7 separate regions of the Mus musculus genome follow, and all the other regions are linked to region 4. A link is a contact called in public Hi-C, HiChIP or PLAC-seq and promoter capture Hi-C data. All regions are on one chromosome and are shown on one strand. Each heading gives the region's core, a stretch centred on a gene start, on an enhancer-like site or on the middle of the called end of the contact. The rest is flanking DNA. Distances are from core to core; before and after follow the strand shown. Region 1 has its middle 100 kb from the start of Gm32137. Region 2 has its middle 16 kb from the start of Gm32137. Region 3 holds the start of Rad51 (RAD51 recombinase). Region 4 holds the start of Fsip1 (fibrous sheath-interacting protein 1). Region 5 holds the start of Chst14 (carbohydrate sulfotransferase 14). Region 6 holds the start of Rasgrp1 (RAS guanyl releasing protein 1). Region 7 has its middle 67 kb from the start of Gm32210.

What was found. Promoter capture Hi-C pulls out the DNA fragments that hold promoters and counts their contacts. A called contact is a pair of places that touch in the nucleus more often than the background predicts. HiChIP or PLAC-seq counts read pairs in DNA pulled down with a chosen protein or histone mark.
Region 1: a Hi-C map of uterus shows a contact between it and region 4, with 7 times the contacts expected there. The contact joins the enhancer-like site here to the promoter of Fsip1 in region 4. A contact is called at or near these places in 14 of 39 promoter capture datasets (the 3T3-L1 cell line, 3T3-L1-derived adipocytes, cranial neural crest and 8 more), 5 of 15 datasets of contacts at CTCF or cohesin (the NIH/3T3 cell line, large pre-B cells, pro-B cells and 1 more), 149 of 484 Hi-C or Micro-C datasets (the 3T3-L1 cell line, the 63-12 cell line, the AML12 cell line and 84 more), 17 of 115 datasets of contacts at active chromatin or transcription factors (the NIH/3T3 cell line, astrocytes, bone marrow-derived dendritic cells and 12 more) and 3 of 9 other capture datasets (adipose tissue, embryonic stem cells and liver).
Region 2: a contact with region 4 is called in a Hi-C map of granulosa cells, with 4 times the contacts expected there. The contact joins the enhancer-like site here to the promoter of Fsip1 in region 4. A contact is called at or near these places in 7 of 39 promoter capture datasets (the 3T3-L1 cell line, embryonic stem cells, frontonasal cranial neural crest and 3 more), 3 of 15 datasets of contacts at CTCF or cohesin (the NIH/3T3 cell line, large pre-B cells and pro-B cells), 74 of 484 Hi-C or Micro-C datasets (the 3T3-L1 cell line, 3T3-L1-derived adipocytes, the AML12 cell line and 42 more), 7 of 115 datasets of contacts at active chromatin or transcription factors (astrocytes, bone marrow-derived dendritic cells, embryonic forebrain and 4 more) and 2 of 9 other capture datasets (adipose tissue and embryonic stem cells).
Region 3: a contact with region 4 is called in an H3K27ac HiChIP or PLAC-seq map of large pre-B cells, with 2.7 times the contacts expected there. The contact joins the promoter of Rad51 here to the promoter of Fsip1 in region 4. A contact is called at or near these places in 2 of 115 datasets of contacts at active chromatin or transcription factors (large pre-B cells and pro-B cells).
Region 5: a promoter capture Hi-C map of embryonic stem cells shows a contact between it and region 4, with 4 times the contacts expected there. The contact joins the promoter of Chst14 here to the promoter of Fsip1 in region 4. A contact is called at or near these places in 2 of 39 promoter capture datasets (embryonic stem cells and pre-B cells).
Region 6: a contact with region 4 is called in a promoter capture Hi-C map of embryonic stem cells, with 3 times the contacts expected there. The contact joins the promoter of Rasgrp1 here to the promoter of Fsip1 in region 4. A contact is called at or near these places in 3 of 39 promoter capture datasets (cranial neural crest and embryonic stem cells), 1 of 484 Hi-C or Micro-C datasets (pre-hematopoietic stem cells), 4 of 115 datasets of contacts at active chromatin or transcription factors (embryonic stem cells, large pre-B cells, microglia and 1 more) and 1 of 9 other capture datasets (embryonic stem cells).
Region 7: a contact with region 4 is called in a FOXA1 HiChIP or PLAC-seq map of pancreatic cancer cells. The contact joins the enhancer-like site here to the promoter of Fsip1 in region 4. A contact is called at or near these places in 1 of 39 promoter capture datasets (embryonic stem cells), 3 of 484 Hi-C or Micro-C datasets (cerebral cortex, myocytes and nephron progenitors), 2 of 115 datasets of contacts at active chromatin or transcription factors (large pre-B cells and pancreatic cancer cells) and 2 of 9 other capture datasets (adipose tissue and liver).

The regions. Positions count from the first base shown.
Region 1 is chr2:117,541,199-117,543,898 of GRCm38.p6, forward strand. No RefSeq gene overlaps it. Among named protein-coding and RNA genes, the nearest start is that of Gm32137, 100 kb to the left of the region's middle. Within about 2 kb of position 1,298, at least 38 of the 459 cell types and tissues checked have an H3K27ac peak or open chromatin away from gene starts, as enhancers often do. A contact at or near this core is called in the C2C12 cell line, the HL-1 cell line, the NIH/3T3 cell line and 5 more, where this site is marked.
Region 2 is chr2:117,455,036-117,457,735 of GRCm38.p6, forward strand. No RefSeq gene overlaps it. Among named protein-coding and RNA genes, the nearest start is that of Gm32137, 16 kb to the left of the region's middle. Within about 2 kb of position 1,311, at least 14 of the 459 cell types and tissues checked have an H3K27ac peak or open chromatin away from gene starts, as enhancers often do. A contact at or near this core is called in embryonic fibroblasts, granulosa cells and tail fibroblasts, where this site is marked.
Region 3 is chr2:119,111,489-119,114,188 of GRCm38.p6, forward strand. It overlaps Rad51 (RAD51 recombinase), which reads left to right and starts at 1,326. Exons shown (of 10, transcript NM_011234.5): 1 at 1,326-1,546.
Region 4 is chr2:118,255,588-118,258,287 of GRCm38.p6, forward strand. Fsip1 (fibrous sheath-interacting protein 1) reads right to left here and starts at 1,369. Exons shown (of 12, transcript NM_001374672.1): 1 at 1,213-1,369.
Region 5 is chr2:118,925,116-118,927,815 of GRCm38.p6, forward strand. Chst14 (carbohydrate sulfotransferase 14) reads left to right here and starts at 1,382. Exons shown (of 1, transcript NM_028117.3): 1 at 1,382-2,700. The coding sequence starts at 1,537. The coding sequence ends at 2,667.
Region 6 is chr2:117,341,578-117,344,277 of GRCm38.p6, forward strand. Rasgrp1 (RAS guanyl releasing protein 1) reads right to left here and starts at 1,300. Exons shown (of 17, transcript NM_011246.3): 1 at 1,098-1,300. The coding sequence starts at 1,132.
Region 7 is chr2:117,636,280-117,638,979 of GRCm38.p6, forward strand. No RefSeq gene overlaps it. Among named protein-coding and RNA genes, the nearest start is that of Gm32210, 67 kb to the right of the region's middle. Within about 2 kb of position 1,277, at least 7 of the 459 cell types and tissues checked have an H3K27ac peak or open chromatin away from gene starts, as enhancers often do. A contact at or near this core is called in pancreatic cancer cells, where this site is marked.

The DNA.
Region 1 (2,700 bases), core at 48-2,547, 710 kb before region 4:
AAGTATTTAGGAATGATATATAGAAATGGAGAGTACCTTTTTGAAAATGGGCCAAAGTCAATTTAAAGAAAAAGAAAAACAAAACTGAAGACATTTGTAGAGAAACTAGGCACACTTGTGAACCAGTCTGCAAACATGCAGAGGGCTTTCCCCCAGAGTACTGGAAGTAGTTAGTTTCCATTCCTGATCAAAACACATCAGTAGAAAATTAGCCTAAACAGAAGTATCACTGAGATCACACAGAAGGAAAATATTTCAGAGAGGAGGTGATTCAACACTCAGATGATTTACCAGCGGGAATGTAGACTTTAGCTCTGAATCCAGAAGACTATTAAAGCTCAGACTCCTGAGTGCCAAGGCCAGGTGAGTGACTCCTTCTGGAATGAAAGCCATGCATGAATTTGACAATCTCATCTCTCACACCTCCCTGTGCTGGCTAGGTGTCCTCCTTACATGCCACCAGAAGCCGATCCTACGATTTCCCAGCAGGTGGCGACAATACATAGAAAATTCTGATCACGACAAAGGAGAAAGAAAAGTTTGAAAAGGGCTGCGATTTCTTGAGGATATTAGAGACCCATGCTAGGTCTGTAAAAATCTATTAAGTTCTCCAGAAAACCTGAAAGTCTCTATCAATTTGCCTCACATATTCATCTCCTCTGTTCATTGGAGCTCATTGGAATAAAACAAGACAGTGTGTTTGGCTGTTTGTAAATACAACCTTCCCAACAGGGTATTTGCATTTGCAGAACATAGCCATTTGAAGAACATCTTCTGTGTCTGTGTTCAGAGAAAAGAATGGGAATGCAATTCTTTCAGAGTTACTTTGAAGACCTTATTGGATCTCTCTCTCTCTCTCTCTCTCTCTCTCTCTCTCTTCCCCCCCCCCCCCCGTGTGTGTGTGTGTGTGTGTGTGTGTGCCAATGAGAGATGCTGTCAAAAAAAAAGGGGGATAGGAATTGTTAAGGATGTCCTAAGGATGTTGTTTCTTAAAGACTGTCTCCTAAGTTCAGTAAGTATTGCACACACATTCATGTGCACCCACCAACACGTGTGCACCCCCACCTAAACAAGCACATATATTCTCACACACATAAAAATAACACCTTATTAGTAAAAACAGAGGCAGAATAATGTAAAAGAACAGTGACTCCTCTAAAGATGCACACATATTTAGAGGTCGGCGAGCCTGTGTGTTCTCTAGCTTCCTTCTGAGGAAGACTGCTGCTGCAGGATGCTAGGACCATCAAGTGTCCCTGTGAGTCATTCAAGGGAGCTGGCTCTGCTGACATGCAACAGGCCAACAGGCCAGAGCCTTGTGACTCAGCCCGGAGGCAGCCTCTGGATGAGGATGCATGAGGGTAGCCCATGCCTATCAAGTAATAACCAGGAAGGATGCTGTATATTATGTACCAACAACAGATTCCCTCTCAGGGATACTTCCCATTGAGATCCCCGCAGTGGCCCACTGGACAGTTGCTGCAGCACCATTAAGAGATAAGCTCTGCTTTTTAACCCATTCATGAGTTTTGTTTGTTTTGCTTTTGTTTTCTGGGCCCCGGAGTACTCTGGGCCGCTGAGGTTTACTTCTTTTTCTTGCTTCCCTAGTTAACATTTAGATCCTTGTATTCCTTGGATGGTGCAGGATCATGCCTCCTAAGTGATTTATCAGTGCATATAATATGCATCTTCTCCCCTGCTCTCAGGTGGCTGCATCCGTGGGACTTGCATCTGTGATGTATGGACAGGATGTGACCAACACAGGCTCTTCAGTGGAAAGAAAACTGCTCACTTTCCACAGAGAGGTGGAGAGACTTTCCATTAGCCTTTCTGTCTATCTAGAGTTTTTTTCTCCATTTCCCATGTGCTTCATGACCTCTAGGTTGTTTTGCTTGTTTAGTTGGTTGCGTTTACAAGTCAGTCCTAAGGTCCATTCTATCATGACATCCTTTGGATTAGGATCATAACAACGTGAAATTTTATTATGTGCCTGCAGTAAAGATTTCCCACTAGGTCCCACCAATGAAAACCTGTAGTACAGTTCCCAGTATGAGAAGTGGTTGTCTTTCTGTAAAAAAGATAAAGGATTTAAAACTCTGTGGTTGAATCAAGATAGAGGTGGGACGATGGAAGGCAGCCAGGGGTGGATATCCTCACTGGAGTGCTGGCTCTGAAAGCGCATGCTTTCTTTGGGATTATTTCAGTTGTCAAGCGCAGCAGGCTTGACATCAATACACAGCGGGCCATGGATTATGGCTGTCTCTAATGACCATGTCACAGTGTGTTTGTTGTTCTGGATGTTAATATATAGAGCAAATGACAGCTCTTTAATTGAAGGTTGGAAGTGCCCCTTGCTAAGGCGCCTGGGTGACACATCCTTAACCACTGAAGTGAAACCCAAGACACTTGCTGGCTACGAAATGATACCCTGGAAGTCCTCTTCCTATTTGTGTATGTGCTTGGGAGGGAACATGAGCCCAGCAGCGGGCCTGCACCTCACTGGCAGCTCTTGATTTTTACCAGAGGGTGGCATCATTGGGGAACTAGCAAGGGTATATCAGTTCCATAGGAAATCCCAGCTAACCAGAGCTTTAGTGGAACATGGAACATGGCAACACAGGGTGTTTGAGGCCAGAAGAAAGGGATCAGGTCTTGTACTTTCTTTACAAAAAGTTGAATTGTCTTTTCAAGGTTCTGGAG
Region 2 (2,700 bases), core at 61-2,560, 800 kb before region 4:
ACATCTTGAGGGCTTCCCAAAGTACACATCATACTTTCATTTTTTAGGTTTAATATGTGGAAGTCTCTTCCGACTTGATGTGCACTTTAAAGACATTGGAAGTGTCCCTCCTGAGACCCTCCGCTTTCCCTGCTGTGCAGAGAACACTCTTGTTTCATACATGAACCTGACCAGAAGATGGTGGTGTACACCAACTTTTCTCTCAACACAGCAGGACAGGCCCTTTTCAGAGAACCTGGATCATGTACCTTTAGATCTACCAGGCTGTTGAAAACATCTGTTAATTTTATAAATCAAATTTGGTTTATCTGAATGTTACACACTGTTTAGAATTTACCCATTATTAACAAATGTCTTTAGTTGCATTTTAAAGATTAATTCCAATAACTGCTTAAAACAGGCCATTTTTAAACAGTAGAATTAATTGACTATCGCATTTTTTTTCAAATGAAATTCTTAAAGTAAAAATTAACATCTAACTATGGCTGAAAGATAATGAAGTGCTGACTTTGAATTCTGCCCTGAAGTCATGGGCTCTGAGCCTCACAGCGAGCCTGAGCTTTGCAGACTAAATATGTGCTATGCATTCCTGTTCCCAGAATTCCTGGGCTTTCTTCCTGCTCCAAAACCAACATACAGTGACTGTATACAAATGGGCTTTTAGAAATGCATATATTTTACATCATGTTTATATTCAATAATTTAAATGTCAGGAAAACATTTCTTTCTATAAAAATTAACATAAATAAAATATTTGGTGCCATGAATCATGGGGTTTGTCCACACCCTTTGTGACTGCTCAGGCAGTTGGCTCCCTTTCTGGGGCATCTTGAGAGGAAGCTAACAGACTGTCTGTCTCTCGTATGTATTTGTAAGGTCTTCTAGCATTTGTATTTAAAGTATGCCCTTTTGGAATATATTTTCTTTTCTCATTTGCATGTAAATAATGTGAGCATGACCTTGTAAATTTCCCACAGGCTGTTTTTAGAAATAGAGTGTTGCTATGCTGGGCAGGGAGTGAGGGGCTTTGCGCCAGTCTTAAGCACATCTAAGCCAATTAACTCGGTTGGCTTGAGTGTGGTTGTAAGACACCCAAGGTCAAAGTGACAAAAGCTTTCAAGTTTGAAGAGAACAAGAGCTTGTGGATTCCAGACACCAGAAGGAAAGTGTTCCAAGACAGACATTGGTTGTACCCACATGGATAGTCATGGTGACATAGAAAATTATGAGATGGGGCGTAGTGTCTTTCAGTTTGCTAGCGAAGCCCTCAGAGAGGTCGTTCTCAACAGCATGGCCATCTGTGTTTACAGAGCTAGCAGACTTCCTAAGGACAAAGTGTTCTGCATGACTACTTGCGTCTGTACAGGATTCCTGTGCCTCATATAGAGAACTCCCTCCCTCTCTCTCTTCCCCCAATTTTTCATCATTATAGATAATATTGAAAATGACACTGAGATGGCCGGATGCCTTTGCTCCCTGGTGTGATGAGGGAAAGCCTCCGCACGGCATGCACGAGTCCCCATGGAGGCCCCCACAGGCTGTAGTGCTTTCCGGAAGACTATAGAACCTTTTCATCAACTCTGCCTGATTTCTATTGGGCTTCCCTGAGATCCAGATGTGTACTTGAGATTTATAGTTGTTTACTGGGGAAAGAAAGTTTCATATAAAACAGGAAAAGAATTTTTCATATAAAGAATAAATATTTGTGCTGGAGATGGAGAAGCAAACGCCTTGGCTGGACCCAGTTTCTGCGGCTGCCTGAATGTCTGGTACATAATAATGACTCCTATTCATGACCTAACGGTCAGGCCGGGCTCTCTACAGCGTGCTGAAAGGCATCATTTTGATTTTCACAAAACCTTGCAAAATAGACACTGTAGTTATCCGCGTCAGTGAGGATGAAGAAACAGCTTCACCTCCATCTATTTTCCACCCAAACTGGATTGCATATTTGTAATTTTGTGAGTGAGTACTGGGCCTCGGGTGTGGTGTTCAAGCATTCATCTATGCTTTCCTTCAGAAGGCTGCAGTTACACTGGAGTTGGGCCTCCCAGGGCCAGTGTTGTTCTATAGCAGCTGTACCTGTGGGGACAGCTCTTCTTGAGCTGTGAACCTACCTTTCCTCTGCTGTCATTGGCTTAGACTAGGTCAGAAGCCCTAGACTAGTGGGTCTCAATTTTCCTAGTCCTGTGGCCCTTTAATCCACTCATGTCGTAGTGACTCCAACCATACAATTATTTTCTTTGGTACTTCATAACTGTTATAAATCTTAATGTAAATATTTTTGGAGACAGAGGTTTGCCAAAGGGGTCATGGCCCACAGGTTGAGGGCCAGTGCTCTAGACAATAGGAATATTGTCATGAAATGTCTGTGCCTTTAGTACATGGAGTACTCTGCAGGTTTTATCCAAAGTGTTTTCTTCAAATTTTTTCTATTTTAATGGGAGATATCAAATTCAGGGTTTTGTGCCTGGTCCCTAAGCACTCTCCCCTGAGCTTCATTCCTAGCTCTTGGGGTGTCCCTTCCATCTGTTGTAACACATACATTACTCCTAATAAAAATTCTTATGTATTAATTACTAAGTAAATATATTTTATCCTTATCATTTCTGCACATAAACTAAGAACATAGCTAAGAAAGAATTGGCTGAAAATGATTGGTTTAGTGATATGATTTTAATTATTTATTTATGTTTATAT
Region 3 (2,700 bases), core at 76-2,575, 860 kb after region 4:
CAGCAACCACATGGTGGCTCACAACCATCCGTAACGAAATCTGATGCCCTCTTCTGGAGTGTCTGAAGACAGCTACAGGGTACTTACATATAATAAATAAATCTTAAAAAAAAAATTACCTAGGGCTGAAGAGATGGCTCAGCAGTTAGGAGCACTGAGTCCAGTTCCCAGTAACCACATGGTGGCTCACAACCATCTGTAAATGGAATCACAACCATCTGTAAATGGAATCTGATGCCCTCTGGATGTCTGAAGACAGCTACAGTGTACTCATTAAATATAAGTAATTTTCAGCTAAGCATGCAGCTACGTTGTTGAAGTGCTTGTGTGGCATGCATACAATCCAGGATTCAATCCCCAACACAGAACATAGTAATGTTCCAGCAGTACAGGAAACAAAGGTGGGAGAAGGATTGTCATTCTTGGCATAGAGTTAAGGAGCCGGGCGGTGGTGGCACACGCCAGCACTTGGGAGGCAGAGGCAGGCGGATTTCTGAGTTCGAGGCCAGCCTGGTCTACAAAGTGAGTCCAGACAGCCAAGGCTACACAGAGAAACCCTGTCTCGAAACCAAAAAAAAAAAAAAAAAAAAAAAAAAAAGAGTTCAAGGAGTATGAGATCTTGTCTGAAAACACCTAGATGTATAACAAGAAACATACGAAGTTCCTGGCAAACTCCACAAACCTTTACTTTATTCAATTTTGCTCCTACTTTTCTGGAGTAACCACTACAAAGCGAGAGAAGAAAAAAAACACTAGAGAGTGAGTTATTTCGCTTTAGTTTTTGGTAGTTTTATGAATGTATATATTTAGATTATATCCACCGGTCCCAACCCCCGCCCAATTAAAAGGTTTTTTTTTTCCACCTCGCTGATTCCCACACTGGTTTTCTAATCGCTGGCTCCATTCGCAGGTTTTATCTTTATTCCAGCTTCTTCATCTCTGCCGCCCACAGAGACCAAGAGAACACCTGGTTCCAAAGCATACCATCCCAACTACCAAAGATCCACACTCTGCCAGAACTGGCCAAAGCCTTTCTGACCGAAGTCCACATCCGCTGTGCAAGAAGTTTTGCAGAGGTGCTTCCGCAGCAGTGCATTCTGGGTTATGTAGTCCTGGGCTGATCACATCGTCTTTGCAGACTTGTAGTCCTCAGTCGGGTAACCAGAAAGGCCGGATCAGAACAATCATAAAGGAAGGGAAGAGTGACCCTACGAAATCACTCGGCTTCAAAGCCGTCCGGCATGTCCGTCAGGTTCGCAGCAGAAGCGGAAGTAGGTATGAGGCGGGTCGGAGAAAGGCGTGATGACGTTGCAGCGATAGGAGCGTGAGGATTTGGCGGGATTTCCGAAAGTCGCGCGCCGTGCGCAGATCCGCGCCTGGGCAAAGCCGAGGCGCTCCCACAGGTGTGGCCAGGAAGACTGAAATTTTTCGTAGAAAACCTGACAGAGGAGCAACGAAGCGCGTTCGAGCCGGGTGAAGTGGGGGGAGTGTGGTGTGTGCAGAGCCGGCTGCCCGGAGGAGCGAGCGGCCCGTGGCCGCGGGACAGGTGAGTGTGCGGCGCCGGCGCACCCCTTCCATGGCCGCTCGGCTTCTTGAGCCGGCTCAGGCCAGTGCTCCCGTAGCCAGCTTTGTGGGTCCCCTCTACGCTGAGAAACCGGAGAAAGGCGGAGCAGGGCGACCAACCGACCGACGCTAACTGACCCACTGAATTCGTTGTGGAGAAAACCGACCTGTACTTCAAGCATTTGTTTTGAGACCCGAGGTCACGACCTAGGCTGGGCAGGGCTCGAACTGCTACCCTTAGTCTCCCAATGCTGGGATTTACAAACTTTCAGGTTCACTTCTGTGGTCCGGACGCAGGAAGCTGAGATCAGAGAAAAGTGCTCACAGCTGTTACGTAGTAGGGCCAGGGCTAACAGATTCTTGGTTACTTTAAAATGAGGGTAGTGGCTGGTCTCTCTGGAGACTGAAGTAGAAGGCCCCAGAGTTCAAAGATTGCGTAAGCAAAAGAGTAGCAAAGACCGAGAAATAAAACAAATTTCTAAAGAGAATCTTGGCTAGATGACTCACCTATATAATCGTAGCACTTGGGAGAGGCAGGAGGATGACAGTTTCAAGACCATCCTGAGCCACAAATGGAAGAGCTGTCTCAGAAAAGGAAAAGTGAAGAACAGGGGCTGGAAGGTGGCTCTGCTGTTAAGAGCACTTGCTGCTCTTCCCAAGGAACTGAGTTCAGCTCCTGTACCCACATGGTGGCTTACAACCAACCATAACTCCAGTTCCAGGGGATCCAGTGCCGCCTTCTGACCTCAGATACCAGGCATGCTTGTGGTACGCACACATGTATGCAGGCAAAATTCTCATGAACAAAAAAGAAATCTAAAAGGAACTTCCAAGAAATAAAAATAAAATGAAGTATAAAATACAAAGATGTATAAAATACAAGTGTATACGTGAGTGAATACAAAGTGAATATATTGGGGGCTAGAGAGAGGGCTCAGTGGTTAAGAGCACTGACTGCTCTTTTGAAGGTCCCAAGTTCAAATCCCAGCAACCACATGGTGGCTCACAGCCATCAGTACAACTGCAGTGTACTCATATACATAAAATAAAATCTTTCAAAAACAAGACAACAAAAAAAGAATGTATCTATGTAATCACTAATAGACTGCTGTTACCATGCTATAAACCTCTTGTTAT
Region 4 (2,700 bases), core at 119-2,618:
CTCCTGAAGTATCAATAGACTCTCAGCTTCCCACTTAGCTCTGCTTTCTACTTTCAGATCAAGATGTGGGCTCTCAGCTGTTTCTGCTTCCGTGCCTTTGCTCCGCCATGATGGACTCTAAGCCTCTGAAGCTGTAAGTCAATTGAAGGCGTTCTTTTATAAGACTCTGGACTAGGAAAGCAGTTGGATGCTGATGAAGAGCTTAAAGAGCATCCTGGTGGGAGGTTAGAAGGCAATAATGCTGAGAGCAAGGCAGACTGCAGAGGCCTACGGACCTCAGGCCATTTCAGGGGAAAACAATACTAGCACCTGGGCGACAGAAGGACAGAACATTCCTGTATTTGGCAAAGAAAGTGGCTGCTTTCTGCCCTTGCCTTAAACATTTGCCTGAGGCAAAACTGAAAAACCATGGATTAGTTTCCTTGGCAGAGAAGATTTCAAGACATGGCTCTCTGACTCTGTTGCATGGTTATTAGTAATCATATCCCGGTCTTATGGAGGTCTACAATAAAAAGGGAAACTGGGACAAAAAGAAATTTTTGTTTTATACATTTCCTCATTTAATGAAACACAGTGCACCAAAAGAATCAAAATTAAAATACCAGTTACTTTATGCTATTCAGTGAAGTAGAGATGTGACCAGATTCTAATGGTAACAAATAACTGCTCATACACGCCAACGTTTTATTACATTTTTTGATCAGCTCGTGTAGATAGTACACGTCCGGTGTGATGAGGCAAAACTGGTTGTGTCTCCAGATTGTTTGCTCCCTGTCTTATTGTCTGAAAGGCCTATTCATAGTCCCCAGGCTGGTGGATGCCCAAAGGTATCTACCTATACGTTTGGTTTACATTTCTTCCATTGGGAAAGCTAAGTCCCAGATCAATGTTTACAAACCCTCTCTCTAGTCTCATTTTTCCTGTGCCACTTTTAAGGACTATGCTACTGACTAGTGCTCCAGACCTCAGTGGGAAGAAGGCTCGTAAGGATGCACTAATGCAGAAAGAGTTTTCAGCAGAGATCACGCCTCTGCCCGGGCAGTAGCTTCTGAGACTCCCAGACATAGCCACGCCCCTGTGGCCACCCCATGCTGGCCTGGGCGAACAGGCCACACCCACAGCCCTCGGGGACAGAGTCCGCCCTCTCACCCTCCTCTGGCACATCAGGCCACACCTCCACCTCGCCCTCTGCCGTGGCCAGCGGCTACCAACCTCTGCCCGTGGTGCGTGCGGCCCCTCAACTTCTCGGTGGGGAAGAAAGCTGGACGCCTAGACACTGACTCTCTCCACTTCCCTTCGAAGGGGACCGGTTTTTCCCGCCACCGCCTCCTCTGTGAAGATGAAAGAGGCAGCAGGAGACCGCTGTCTCAAAGAACGCTGTTGCCCTGGCAACTAGAAGCGCGCAGATCACAGTCTCGCGATAGGTTTAAAGGTCCCGTACCTTCAAGAATTGGGTATTGAAGCCGGGCGTGGTGGCGCACGCCTTTAATCCCAGCACTTGGGAGGCAGAGGCAGGCGGATTTCTGAGTTCGAGGCCAGCCTGGTATACAGAGTGAGTTCCAGGACAGCTAAGGCTACACAGAGAAACCCTGTCTCGAAAAAAGCAAAAAAAAAAAAAAAAGAATTGGGTATTGGGGACCGGAAGTTACAAGAAGACTGCTGTCCTGGTTGGGATTGGAGGGGGTGTGACTGTGGCCCTCCTATAACCTTCTTTTCAGTGAATGTTCTGGGTGGGAATGGTTTGTTCATATTCAGGTTGGCCTCTGGAACGAGGATCTCCATGTTTACATAGCTCTCACCGGCTACTAGAATGTTCTACCGACCAGGTGTCCTCTCAGATCAGTTACTTCCCATATCACTATCCTCTCTTCCTTGCAAGACTGATGTGCAACTCAAACAGATCTCGTATGTGAAGGTCTTGTAAAATTTGGAGAGCTGTGTGAGTGTGTGTGTGTGTGTAATACATGTGTATATAATAGCAGTGTGCATAAAGTATAATGTATAATACAGTGTATATATACATATGCGTATATATACATATACGTCCTGTAAAGACTGGGCTGTAGTAGAATAAGAAGGATTATGATGGCAGTATATACCTCCACAGCTACCAATCATTTCTCTGTGTACAGTGCATTAGGGCTCATTGCCTGGATCACCAAACTGATGCTCTTTCTTCATTCTCAGTACCGCGCAACCTCTGCTGCGTTTCAGTCTGAATTGCCCTTGGTTGTTTACAAGGTATTTTCATACTCAGAGCCCCTTTATCCTCATGCTTTGGGGTAAATACAGTGTTTCTCTGGTCTTTTTTCATCAGAGCAAATAAGTATGACTTGAGTTGCCCAAAGATCACAGCTACAAGTTAAGATGGTGCTGAGGGCAAAACCCTGGCTGTGAATACCATCTGGGTGCTATTGATCCTTTGTTTCGGACTCCAGGTCAAATGACTCCCTTGAACCTCATAAGGCATGAGAACCCTCGCAAACTAAGCAGATCAAAATCAAGCCACTTTTCTATAGTCCCCTCTCCCCACTGCAGCCCTTCCTATACCGTCTTCCCCACACCATTCTCCCAGGCTCAGCTCAGCACCTTTGGTACCATCCTCAAGTCGGACATGCTACCAGACCTGCATTCAAGTGTATCTGAATCCAAGTGTTCCTCATATCTGCAAGGTTCCCACCCTCAATTAGATGTTTGTGA
Region 5 (2,700 bases), core at 132-2,631, 670 kb after region 4:
GACAGCCATCAGTGTGCTGCCCACGAGAGTTCTAAGAGGTGTCACTTTACAGACAAATGGAGCAGGCAATCCCACCACCAGAAATCTATACACTGCCTAGAAAGGGACAGCAGTGTAGTGAAGGGTCAGAAGTGGCCTGAGATGCACCCAGCATCCAACTTTAAAGCCACTGAACCTCCCAGTTCAGACATTTACCCCATGTTTTCTGTGTGGCTCTCTGAACAACAACAACACACACACACACACACACACACACACACACGTCACTTTATCCCTCAGACCCCCTCATCTGCCTAATCAGCTTCATAGTCTCACCATTCCCACCCAGTCCTTTCATCATCCTCTGGGCATAACCTGTACCAAAGTCAATTCTTCGTCCTCCCATCTAATGTGCTGTCATGACTAGGAATTGGGTCTGAAAGTCAGCCTTGGCTAGCCAGTGAAACCCATACCTAAACAACAACAACAACAAAACCTTCAGTCACAGCTACCCCAGAGTCCATACAATGTGAACAGCCACAGAATCTACTGTCAAGTGGCTGATGACTATAGGAAATAGTTAAAAACAAACAACAACAACAACAACAAAAAAACGTGATTTGTTCCCCAGTTCTGTTGTCTTAAGCCTTGTTGGGGCCCCACACGAAGTCAAGCTGTAGTGCTTAGGGACTAGTTGTATGCTGCTGTTCAAAGTACTCTGACCAATCTGTTGCCACTGGGTACATCTTGGCTCCAAGCAAAGAGGCCTTTCTGTGGTTGCTGCGTTGTACTTGTAGGTTGTCCTGAAGTATATATTGGCCATACGTGGTCCCGAGGTACTTGTCCATAGCCTCCGACCAGAGTGTCCCAGTTAGCCTACTGCTTCAGACTTGGCAGGGGAGATTCCTTTTACAGACAGATCAGCATTGCTCAGTAGATAAGCACTAGTCCCTAGGAATTACTAAAGCAAAATGTCACCATGGAGACATTAGCCAGAGCTTGACAGAGTGGCCCTGCCCTGGGCTGGGACTGGTACAAGCGGCTAAGGACCATGCTTCCGGTCAGGACAGATCTCCTTTATGTCTAGACCGACTGAGTGGTGGGTTGTCCTGCATTCAGGTCACAGCTGGAGGGACAGCGGTTCCAGAGCAGTTTAAAGCAGGATGGAGGGTGCAAATCTTAAATGGAGCACCAAGAGGACACGTGTTAAAGAGACACGGGATCTCAGTAGCTCCTGCTTTCCAGGTCTCATTTTGTCTGGAGTGGCCCAGGCTCATGAGTTCTCTCCCGGGCTAGGGTCCGCCTGCGGCCTCCCGCAACTAGCTCCTAGGACTCGGGCACCCGCCCCTCTCCCCGCCCCACAACGTGGGCCCGCCCTCGCGCCTGTATCAGGGAGGGGCGGGGAGAGAAGAGCGGCCGGGCGGGACATCCGGCCCTGGTCCCTGCCTGCACCCCGGGAGCTGGCCACCCACTATCCCTCCCCTCCCGAGACCTCCAGCCCCTGCTGCAGTCACCTCCCCTGCAGCCTCGAGGTCGGCGAGGTCTGGCCGCAGCACCATGTTTCCCCGCCCTCTGACCCCACTGGCTGCCCCGAAAAGCGCGGAGACCCTGGGCCGCACGCCAAGGCGGGCCCCATTGGGCCGGGCCCGGGCTGGGCTCGGGGGGCCGCCCCTGCTGCTGCCGTCCATGCTGATGTTCGCTGTAATCGTGGCCTCCAGCGGACTGCTGCTCATGATCGAGCGAGGCATCCTATCGGAGATGAAACCCCTTCCCCTGCACCCTCCCAGCCACAAAGGCGCGGCCTGGAGCGGGACAGATCCTAAGCCTAGAGGCCTATCCTTGGATGCTGGGGACTCGGACTTGCAAGTGAGGGAGGACATCCGAAACCGGACCTTGAGGGCCGTGTGCGGACAACCAGGCATGCCCCGGGACCCCTGGGACTTGCCGGTGGGACAGCGGCGCACCCTGCTGCGCCACATTCTCGTAAGTGACCGCTACCGCTTCCTCTACTGCTATGTCCCCAAAGTGGCCTGCTCTAACTGGAAACGTGTGCTGAAGGTGCTGGCTGGCATCCTGAACAACGTGGATGTCCGCCTCAAGATGGACCACCGCAGTGACTTGGTGTTTCTGGCAGACCTGCGGCCTGAGGAGATTCGCTACCGTCTGCAGCACTACTTCAAGTTCCTGTTTGTGCGAGACCCCTTGGAACGCCTCCTGTCTGCTTACCGTAACAAGTTTGGAGAGATCCGAGAGTACCAGCAGCGATATGGGGCCGAAATTGTCAGGCGCTACAGGGCTGGAGCTGGCCCCAGCCCTGCAGGGGACGATGTCACCTTCCCAGAGTTCCTGAGATACCTGGTGGATGAGGATCCTGAACATATGAATGAGCATTGGATGCCTGTGTACCACCTGTGCCAACCATGTGCTGTGCACTACGACTTCGTGGGTTCCTATGAGAGGCTGGAGGCTGATGCCAACCAGGTGCTGGAGTGGGTGCGGGCCCCACCCCATGTCCGGTTCCCAGCTCGCCAGGCCTGGTACCGGCCAGCCAGCCCAGAAAGTCTGCATTACCACTTGTGCAATGTTCCACGGGCCCTGCTTCAAGATGTGCTACCTAAGTATATCCTGGACTTCTCCCTCTTTGCTTACCCACTGCCCAATGTCACCAAGGAAGCCTGTCACCAATGACAGTAGGCCAGCACCTTTTGGAGTTTGGGTTTA
Region 6 (2,700 bases), core at 50-2,549, 910 kb before region 4:
AAGTATGAACCGATTTGGGGGACTTAGTCTCCAGGCACAGTTATCCACAGGGCAAAGGAGGAAACAGAGGAGGGCCGGGACATCTCATAGTTGTTTATAAGAAAAGGCAGCTTTCACAGGGCCATTTCTGCTGAGTGTAGCTTCCAGTCCTGCCCCACACCGCCAATAATGCAGAGTTAATTCAATGGACTAACCCATTATAGTGTAGCGCAAGGTAAGGTTGAGAACACTCAGGGGATGATATGGCCCAACAGGGAATTTTAATGGGCATAGTTACAGATCAGGCATGGTGCCGTCATATCGGAGTCCACGTGAATGGCGTTGTGAAGGACACAACGTTCTCGGCCCTAACAAAGGCTAAGTGGTGTCCAGGCAGTTACGGGGTCCTGGTGTTTTGAGGACAAACACTAAATTTCTTGACATCCCTCCAACCCCCACCCCAGGCTCCTTATTGCTGCCCAAGAGATAGACTGTTCATAGCCATTCTTCCTTCACCTTCCGTCTCCCAAACATCTCTGTAGAGTATAAGGGGAGGGGTGTAGACTCATAGACCATTGATTTGGAAACTTCTTTTTCCTCAAAGGGCAGCCAAGCACTGCCACCTCCGCTTGCAGCCATTGCCGCCAGTCGCTCCTGAAAGGCCAGGAGAGTCCGCAAGGTGGCGCTGTCCTAGACCCGCGCCCGCAGCGGGTGCCAAGGGCACGGAAAGTGTGCGAGTGGGAGTTCCCGGGGGGTGCCCAGACCGAGAGCATCCAGGGAGGTCGACTGTTGTGGGCGCTGGGTAGGTGAAAGGTTTGGCTGGGCTCAGACCACTCCAGATCTGCCCAGGTGACCTGTGGCCTCGCCACCCCAGCAACCCCAACTCTTTCTTCCCGACCTGGTGTGCTGGACTCTGAGGTTGTCTGTATCACGCCTATCTTGACCTGGCTCCCAGGTCCCCGATCATGGTCTACCCCTGTAGGCAACTCTCCTCCGAGGGAGGCGCCCTGGTCGTCTAGTCCCTCCTGGTACCCACTGGAGAGGACCACAGGGCACACCGCTCAGCTATCCTTCCCCAGTAGAGGTGCAGCGCTCTCCGAGGAGACGCAGCTACTCACCGCGGAGCCTCTCTCGCCTTGCCCAGGGTTCCCATGGTCGCGGCTCTCTGCGCCCCTGGAGCCGTCTCACCTAGAGCGGTGGGATCGGCTCGGCCGGGCGCCGCGCATCCCTCGGCCGCCGCTGGCCCTCGCAGCCCGGAGCCGACCACTCTTGGAGCCCGGCGAGCCGACCCAGGCTCACCCGCAGGCACAAAGTTTGTGCGAGCGCGCTCCCTACGCTCGCTCCCGCGCGCGCACACACTCTCTCGCACCAACCACCTGACAGGCGTTGATGTTATCATCAGGCTGGAGGAAACGTGGGGCGCCCTCAGTTCTTCTTCGAATCCTGCCCCCATTACTTGGTAGCGCCCCGAGGAGTTGCGCCGCCCTAGCGTCTCCCTTCATCCCCGCCTGCCATTCATCTCTCCCAGCCCAAGAGTTAGGTCCGAGGGGTGCAGAGTGAGTTGCCCCGAAATTGACAAAGCTAGAGCCTTGCGAAGAGTTGCCTCCACCCAAGGCTACGAGTCCCCTAGGGGGGTGGGGGTGGGGGCTCTGCTGAGACCCTTTCCCGGATGGCAGGACTGTCTTGTATGTATCAGTGAGGGTACACAGTCGGGTCTGGGCAAGGAAGGCAGAACCCCCCTAAACTACTACGCACTTAGTTCTCTTTGGCATATTTAAAAAAAGAGAAGACTTAGCTGTGTGCACTGCACTACGGAGGAGGCGGTGGGTGTGGAGGTGAGCTGTCAGGTTAGAGGCTGCTGCTTGGGAGTTTGTGGGTGTGGTAGACCAAGAGAGCCAAGTGGGAGTGGAAGGCTAGGGGAGGGGCTTTCTTGCAATGTCAGCGTGCCAGCAGACCTGGCCAAGAGGGGAGACCTACCTGCTACTTGTCTGGAACATGGCCACGGTAATACCAACAGCTAATGCTGATCCAGTGCTGTTTCCTACATGTTACCTCGTTAAGCCACCCCTCCAAACGCAAAGAGGGCACTGCGTAAGATTTAGAGAACACCAGGCTCTCACAGCCAGTAAACCGAAAAGAGAGGTGGCCCAGACTGAGCTCTGCCTGGCGTCTCTAAGTCCCTGCTGGACTGGCCTAATAACACCCTCGTTATTGCTATCACATCCCGTGATCTTCCCAGCCACAACGTTCTGGACTTTAAGACCTCCTTCTGCTATAACGCGTGCATTTCCTCATGTTTATGTGCAATGTTGTCCTAGAAAAGAATTCAGGATCACTTACAAGAATACACAACCTACAAAAATAAGTATGAGAAACAACAGCAACAAAACAAGGCCGATAAAATGGGGCCAGAAGTGGAGAGCAGTCTAAAATTACATACCAATGTATGCTTACACATTTGGAAAACAGAATCTACTACACACTTGCTTCAAAGGGGTCAGCCAAGCCCAAGAGGAAGGTCTACATAGTTCAGTTCCTTACATATGAAAGACACCCCCACCCCCACCCCCCAAAAAAGGAAGAAAACAAAAAGAAACAGAAAAAAAATGTTTAAAAGATCCGAGGTTCTTGTCACAGAGCCTGAAAAGACGTTTCTCCTGAGGATACTCCCGAGCATTAGTGATGTCACCTCGGGGTCATGCAGGATGAGGGCAGAACAGA
Region 7 (2,700 bases), core at 27-2,526, 620 kb before region 4:
AAACTTGCTAATTGATAACAAACCTTGACAAATGAGCTCATCTCCCTGGCTCGGCTGCATTCGTTCGGAGGTGAAGTGCCATCTTTCTCTGCACAGCTATTGAGAAGGTCAGCAGAATGGTCTCTATGGATGAGAGCTGATTTTACCATTTGCCCATGCTGTGAAAATTTTAGACCAGCCTTTGGCACACTCTGAATAAGCTAATGAGTTCCTAAAGTTGTGAAAACTGCAACAGATTGAAATTAAAAAAAAACAACAACAACAATTTATTCAACAAAGATAAATGGGTTTCTTCCCATTGCCAGGCAGTTTAATTCAAAATTGTCTAAGATTTGGAAATTTAAAAATATGAAAGAAGTTTGTGTGTGTCTCAGATGTGTGTAAAATGTACTCAGAACTGTAAGGAATATGTTAAGAGTGCTTGATGCTCTTTTCTTTGTAAATTAAATGGTTGCTATCAAACCACCTCACTCTTATCAGCATGACTTTCAGAGGAGCATATACTATTAGTAGCTTCTTATACATTATTTTAAAATATGCGTGCAGGGACTGGAGATAAGGCTCAGTAGTTAAGACCGAAGTCTTACAGAGAATCCACGTTTGTTTCCCAGCTCCATGTCAGGTGCCTTGAAACTGCCTGTGACTCCAGCTCCAGGGGATCTGATGCCCTCTTCTGGTCCCAGACCAGTCTCATACACATGTGCATGTGTGCACGCACACATGTGGAGAGAGAGGGAGAGAGAGAGAGAGAGAGAGAGAGAGAGAGAGAGAGAGAGAGAGAGAGAGAGAGAGAGATAGGTCTATGCACACAGATGAAAGTCATTCTTTCAAATGTTCATTTGCAAATGGTTACTATTTGAGTAAGATATGATCTAAGTGCTGATTTCTAGATATTTATAGTATTTCTCGAATGCATTACGGGAAAGAAGAATAAGAGTATGTGTGTGTGTGCATATGTGTGCACGTTCATGTAAATTGTTTTTCCCTTTGACTCACATGTAACACCTGTGTAGTGAAATCCACATGTATTTGGAGAGTTCTGATAAATACACACATCTGAGTAACCCTTAAAATGAATCAAGATGTGAAATACTTCTATACCAGCAAGATTCTTCATGCCCCTTTCTAGTAAAACCATGTTTTAACTCCATAATCCTGGCCAGCACTCTGTTTTCTAACAGCACATTTTATTTGCTGCAGGGTTTACATACACAGACTTATGCAGCATCACCTGTGACTGGCTCCATCTGGCCACAACATGCTTCTGAAATGTGTCCTTTGTATTACACACATCATGAGTCAATATTTATTGTTCCATTGTATAAATATTCCCAAGTCTGTGCACTCGGTGCATTTCCTTCTCAATAGACACCTGGATGATTTCCAGTTTTAGCACAATGCATAACAGGAATACAAGAATTTGTAAAAACTATTTTAGTGGACATCGGCAGTCACTGCTTTTCAGGGTGCAGCTGATGTTTCATAGAATCTCTGTGTTTACACACATGTCCAGCTTTCCAGTGCAGGGGGTGACACTTTACACACGGATGCCGGATGAGGCATGCAGTGATTCAGCATTGTTATCAGAGATTGGACCTCTAGTATATGAAGTGACATTTTAGTTTTAAGTTGATTTTCCTAATAATCATTTTAGTAACTTCTTCTTGTGGTTCAGGGACCTCTGGTATCTTTCTTTGTGAACTGTCCCACCAAAGGTTTGGAAAATATATTTATATAATATTGGATATTAATATATATTGGAGAATACACATATGTATAAAGTGGTATAGTAACTCTTTATACTACCTAGTAGAGATCATTTCAGAGGCATGCCTTATACATATGTTCTCCCGGATCCTGGCTTACAACTAGTTTTCTTAATAATAAATAGAGCTTTGTTAACAGATATTTTAAATTTTGAGGGATTTCATCTTTTTTCCCATTTATAAACAGATTTTCTATCCAAGCTATGGATACTTTGCCTACTTCAAGAATGGCAGAGATTGACTCTTGTGTTTTTCTAGAAGTCTGGTGTTTATATCTATGCTTATGATCTATCTATCTATTCATATGATCTATCTTGACTGTTCTATGAAATAAAAGTGGAAGTTCATGATAGAAACATAGACATCAAGGTGTCAAAATCACTCTCAAATAGACTTCCCTTTTGATACTGATTGATTTGAAGAATCATTTTGGTGCTTTTTATTTAATACATAGTCACTATATGTGTGTAGTTCTATTTCTAGATTTTTGCCTCACTTTCTTAAATTCATTCATAAATTCATCTTCTCTCTCTCTCTCTGTCTCTTTCTCGCTTTCAATATATACATATACGTGTGTGTGTGTGTGTGTGTGTGTGTACCTTGCATTCATGAAATGAGTAACTTTATAATAAGGTATTTTGTGATTAGGTGTTGTAAACCACCTCTCATCTTTGTTCTTTTGTTTCTCTTGAAGATATTAACATATTTTATTACCCAAATTCTCTAATCTATGATATAGTGCAGTCTTCAGATTGTATAGATCCAAGGATTCTATGGGACAAAGACACATTATAGTGTCAGGCTGCTTCACTCCCAAAGGCTCTCAAGCATTTGACTCCAGGGTTTTATTTGACATTGGAGCAGGCTGAGAGATTCTTCCTTCTGATTCACTGGCCCCATCCATCATGAATGGAGACTTGATATTGTTAAATCA